Linked DNA regions of Columba livia: region 2 is linked to region 1. Evidence: chromatin contacts called from public Hi-C data. All regions are on one chromosome and are shown on one strand. The core of a region is the stretch at or near the end of the contact, and the rest is flanking DNA. Distances in the headings are between cores, read along the strand shown. Region 1 holds the start of IFT56 (intraflagellar transport 56). Region 2 has its middle 8.5 kb from the start of NFAM1.

Region 1 (2,878 bases), core at 227-2,726:
TTCCATTTGAAATTAAGTACTTCTGATGCACTGTTTAAGGTCTGAAAGGGAAACTGTACCTTACAACAACCCTGTCAATCTAGATGTTTTTCCTGATTTTGCAGGGTTTTGATAGAGGAGGCTATAGCTTTCTGCCCTGCAGAACAGTCTTTTTCTGTTAGATAATAGAAAACACTAGACAAATGATAAGAGGACAGATATCTGTGTTATATTGATTAGTATATATATATATATATGATCTTGCCAATATAGAAAAATACTTGAAATAAAATCTCTGAAAAGGCAAATAATTTCAGAATTATTTATGGAAATTTAATTTTCTCCTGACAAAAATACCTTGCTAAATAGAGAGGAGCTATAAAAGTAGACCAAATCACTAGCACACATTCCTTATCACTTTGACAGACTAAGTCAAAATTAATTTCTTGCAGAGAAATCCACTATGGGTGAGTGGATTGTTTGCCTTCATTTTCTATGGCCTGTGTAATGAAAGCACATTCATTAGAAAGGGACATCATCACAGTGTTGTTGTTCTCCCAGGGTTCCCGGTTGCAGAGTAACTTCTCAAGGCCAGCTGCAAGCTGAGCAGATTGTTCCAGGGTTAAGCCATGTTGAAGTGACTGGGAGAAGGGGAATGTGAAAGCCGTGCTCTGAAGAAGCAGCACACAGTTCTTTACTGCTGGACTGAGTTACAGATGATTGCAATATGACGGGATATATTTATTAATACAAAAAAAGAAAAGCCTGTATCTTTCTGATGGAGTGCAAAACATTTTTCTTCTCAAGGATGAAATGGTAGCAATACAGGTACCTCATTAGCCATGTCCATGGACAGGTATTTTTTTGCTAGCTGAGTTGTCAGCAATCGTGTAATGTATTGCTCCTCTGCACTGGAATTTCTGATGGTGCAATTCAGGTAGTATAAAAAATGAAACCTGGGGAATTCCACCATATGGTGCTCCCCTATAACAAGGAGAGATCTGTTTTATTCACAGCAATCTGCAATGTCAGGAAAAAAGGTGATATCTGTGCTTGAAAATTATCTAGAGTTTGCTAGAGAGATCAGCTACTGTATGCAGTTTAAATGTACACAACCCACATACGTAATGTTTTACATTATGTTCTCCGTGTCCATGATTATAGAAATACAGATGGAGCGTTTTTGTTTACCAGAAAAGTATAAACATCTATGGGGTTCCCTCCCCATAGGGCTGTCACAGGAGAGTGACCAACCCATCGATATCACCAGGAGAAGCTCTGGATCACCCTGCAGACTGGGTGGAGTTGCTGCTGTGAGCATGAGACTCATTGTGGGATGTCAGGGAAGGGCATACTACCCATGACTACAATGACTACAACCTTAAATTCCATTTCTGACTGCTTTCCTGCGTGAGGGGACTCTCTGTTCGGAGCGCGAGTGTGTGTGTGCGGATGTTTCAGTGCCAGCAGCTGGAATTAGACCACAAGTCCCAGGGTTCCGCGTGTCCGGGGTGCCGGCAACTGGGGAGGCTGACTGAGGGGCCGATCCCCCGTTCCGCTGTCGCTACGGAGACCGCCGCCGGCCGCAGCGGAGGCGGAACCCCGGGGGGCGGCGCCCTTCGCCAGCCGGCGCCTGTTCGCCGCCGCGCTCGGGTCTGCGCCGCCGCCTTCCGCCGTCCCGCGGTTACCCTGGCAACGGCGCCGTCGGCGAAGCGAGGAGCCCCGGGCCCGGCGGCAGGATGGTGAGAGGCGGCGGGACGGGGGCGCGGGGCGGGTGCGGGTGCGGTGCTTCCCCCCACCTCGGGCGGGGAAGCCCCGCCGGGGCCCCGCTCTGACCCGGCTCCGCTCTGCTCTCTGCCCAGATGCTCTCCCGGGCCAAGCCGGCCGTGGGGGGTACCCCGCCGCCGGGAGACAGGCGGAAGAAGAAAGGGAAGAAGGTGCCGCAGCTGGAAGAGCTCCTGGCCCTGAGGGACTTCACCGGCGCGATCGCCTTGCTGGAGGTAACGGCCGCCACCGGGGCTGAGACCCCGACCCGGGGGCGCCGCCGGCACCCCGGGGGTCCCACTCTGCTCCCTTCGGGAGGACGGTACCGGCATTGCCAGGCCTGTGCCCGACAGGGCTGCGGGCCGAGAGCGACTCTTCCCCGCCTTGTGTCCCCTTAGCCTCCACCCGCACCCCGTAGGCCCTGTTCTGGCTGCTTTTCTCCTCCCTTCCTAGGACTGGGTTTGGCATGTGAGGGCGCCTGCTGCTTCTCCGTGCCAGCCGTGTCCTGGGTGCATCCAGCACAGCATGGCCAGCCGGGCAGGGAGGTGATGGTCCCGCTCTGCTCCGCACTGGTGCGGCCTCACCTGGAGCACTGTGTGCAGGTCTGGGCGCCAAGGGATAAAAAGGAGATAAGGCTACTGGAGAGTGTCCAGAGGAGGGCTATGAAGTTGGCAAAAGGTTTGGAGGTGAAGCCGTATGAAGAGCGGCTAAAGTCACTTGGTTTGTTCAGCCCGGAGAAGAGGAGACTGAGAGGAGACCTCATGGCACCTACAGCTTCCTCACAAAGGGAGGAGGAGAAACTCTTCTCTTTGGTGACCAGTAACAGAACGTAAGGGGATGGCAGGAAGATGTGTCAGGAGAGGTTCAGGTTGGACATTAGGAAAAGTTTCTTCACCCAGAGGGTGCTGGAGCACTGGAACAGGCTCCTCAGGGAGGTGTCACAGCCCCAAGCCTGACAGTGTTCAAGAAGAGACTGGACAACACCCTCAGGCACATGGTGTGAACTGTGGGGTTGTCATACGCAGGAACAGGAGTTGGACTCACTCTTCCTTGTAGGTTCCTTCCAACTCAAGACATTCTATGATTCTCTCAGGAATGTGAGACCAGCTCCACCCAGGTGGCATCTATAGCTGTC
Region 2 (2,878 bases), core at 183-2,682, 240 kb after region 1:
AAGACCTCCTGGGGTCCCTTATCCTGAACAACTCTGCAGTTCTGCATTTTCGCAGGGCAGGGAGGTGGGACTGGCCATGGAGGAGGTGGGGGTGGTGGTCCCGTCACTGGGCAACCAGGGTGGTGGTAGTGCCCACCTAGTACTGTGGCATGTTGGTAGGAGGAAAATCACTTCCTTCTTCCTTTCCCCATGCTACATGGAGCAACCTTTGGTCACACAGGTGCTCTGGGTGCTGCTGCCTGCCATGGGTTTGGCCTGGTCTCGGGCACCATCCCGTTCCTCACCCTCAGTGCTCTTTGGGCACAGCTCCAGCAGAGCACAAGTCTCCTGTGGCTCCTTTGCCCACCCAGCCCCTGTGGGTGTCTCAGGTGGCTCTGGGCACCTGTGTTTTGGGACCAAGCCCTGGTTCTCCAGTGAAGCCCCTGCCTCGGTGGGATCAGCCGCATGGCTGCCCTCCCTCTCTGCCCGCTGTGGCAGGAGCGGGACTGTCCCCACTGCCCTGAGCACCCTGCCTGTCCCCTCCCTCCTCATCTTCCTTGGGGGTGTTGTCACCGAGGCACCTTGGCTGCTTTCCCTTCAGAAAGTGGGGAGGGGGGAAGGAGTGGGCTAATTTCTTCCACGTTTATAGCCGAGCAGAGGAATGCTTCTGTTTTATGGCCCCAGTTATAGCTCGCAGAGGGAAGAGCTTTCTAACCGGATTGCTCTGACCTGGCTGTGAACCGCTCTCATTTGGCCAAAAACGAGCATCTTGGGTTGTGTGGCTGGGGGCTGCGGAAGAGCCCCGTTTGTGGCCAGAATTGTCCCTTAGGAGAATCACACCAAGGGAGGAGGATATAGTTTGGATTTTAATAAAGTCTGCTTTATTTTGTTCATTTATATATATATGGTTTTTAATTGCACAGCAAGTGCTCATCTCTGTCTTACAAGTAAGTCAATTCCATGCGGGGCTGTAGCGAATTGATTTGAGATCTGTGGATGGAAAGCAGTGAATGACTGCCAAGCATTGTTGTATTAGGAAGTTATAAAGCATATTATGGGTGAGTATCCTCATTATTCCCAAGGAGAGGTCGCTTTGCAGATCAGGATTGGTGGAAGAAAGGAAAACAATTTGGGAAGAACAGGAACGTGAAAAGTACATTGTCTGGGGCCAGCTTTACAGAGTCCTCCTTCGTTTTCTGCTTGGGCATTGAAAGAGAAACCTTTTTCCTTAAACTCCTGAGAAAAAGTTGGACAAGTAAAGCCGTACGAGTTTACTTCCATGAGGTGGCTGGAAACGTTGTCCTGCTGCTTTCATTAACGAGTGGGAGACATTCACTTTAATCACTCTGCCTCTGAACCCGTCTCTTTGCCATGTAGGAGCAGCTCCTGGTGGCCTCCATCCAAACGTCTCTTTTGGTGGCTCCTAAAGGGGCTTATAAAGAAATCACAAACTTCCTCAGAACCTCTTGAGCGCCATTTGGGGAACAGAAGAAAATTGTTTGCATTTTTATATGTTATGTTATACATTTCTCCAGATGACTCATTTCAGTTTGTCGAGGAAACTTTTACAGCCTTGCAGATGGTTTTTTTCAATCGTTCTTCCTAACAGCAGAAGTTGAAAAGTTTAGTCCTTGTGAGAGGGGCTTCCTCTACCGGGCTGCGGAGGGCCTGGATTTCGGTCCCAGCACACCACAGGCATCCAGTGCTCTTCATCTGCTCCCAACTAGCTGTCTGTTAGCAGTGTTCTAGGGCCCCAGGGGTTAATTTCCCAAAATCCTTCGCTGAAACTTGTTAATAACTTCCATATGTACCCCTGTGTGTGCACAGGAGGGGCCCCACAGCCAGCAGCTCTTGTAATAATACTTGATTACCTCTGACATAAGGGTCTGTGTGCCATTAGGGATCTGCCTCAATGGATCGGGATTCACTGAAAACCGCAAGTTTGTGCAAAACACATTTCAAAAAATTTATTAACATTTGGGTATCCTCAGCGTTTGGAAATAAGCTCCTCCTAGGTAGGCAAGCTTCAAAATAAAACTTTCTGTGTACACACAGCTGGGTCTCAGTCTTGGACCCTTACCCTGTTGTCCCTCCCAAAATGTGTATTTGAATCATTAGCCTTTAAATGTGCTAAAAATCTTAAGTTACAAGAATACCTTGGATGGGGGAATGTGATGGTTTTGTCTAATTGAGTTCATTCTGCACCAATTCCTTAGATGTTCGGCACCTGTAAAGTTATCACGAGTGCAATGCACTGGAGCTTTTTGCCTGCCCTGCACCACGGCAAAGGCAAAGGCAGGGCTGCCAAGGGCAGCGTTCAAAGGGAGCGGGTGCCCGAGGGAGGTGCCGTCCCGATGCCTCCCTGCAGAGCTCCTGCTGCCTTGTGATCTCAGCTGGGGCTGGTGGAGCTGGGGTTTCGATTCAGGCAAAGCAGAGCACTTCCAAACGCTTCCCACGTAAGGGCTGGCTCTGTAGACGAGGACTTCTCAGCTGGGAAAAAGAGAGGGCTGAGGTCTTCAGTAGAGGTCTGTGAAGCCTAAATGCCATGGAGAAGGTGTTTTTTTTCCTAAAAAAAAAAAACAAGGAGGCACATGATGAAATACTCAAGTGCAAGACTCAAAAGAAACAAAAGGAGACGTTTCTTCATGCAACATATGGCTTAAGTAGGGGAAGTCCCTGCCACAGGCCACCAGAGATGCTTTGTGGGTATGAAAAGGGATTAATGGTGATTAGTGGAGCACCTCTGGAGCGGGAAATGTTGAGCCAAGAAATGGGAGAGATGAGATCCAGGTGCAGCTTTCAGCTCTGTGCCTCATTGGGCACACCTCTGCTATGGCAAGAGTCTGGGAACAAGCCAGCCTAAGCTCAGGCTTAGGCTCAACAGCACGGGGTGAGGCCC

Evidence for each region. A called contact is a pair of places that touch in the nucleus more often than the background predicts.
Region 2: a Hi-C map of liver shows a contact between it and region 1, with 4 times the contacts expected there. The contact joins the enhancer-like site here to the promoter of IFT56 in region 1. A contact is called at or near these places in 2 of 2 Hi-C or Micro-C datasets (crop and liver).

The regions. Positions count from the first base shown.
Region 1 is chr1:170,692,213-170,695,090 of bColLiv1.pat.W.v2, forward strand. It overlaps IFT56 (intraflagellar transport 56), which reads left to right and starts at 1,477. Exons shown (of 17, transcript XR_010468861.1): 1 at 1,477-1,721; 2 at 1,842-1,979.
Region 2 is chr1:170,935,814-170,938,691 of bColLiv1.pat.W.v2, forward strand. No RefSeq gene overlaps it. Among named protein-coding and RNA genes, the nearest start is that of NFAM1, 8.5 kb to the right of the region's middle. Within about 2 kb of position 1,433, at least 2 of the 3 cell types and tissues checked have an H3K27ac peak away from gene starts, as active enhancers do.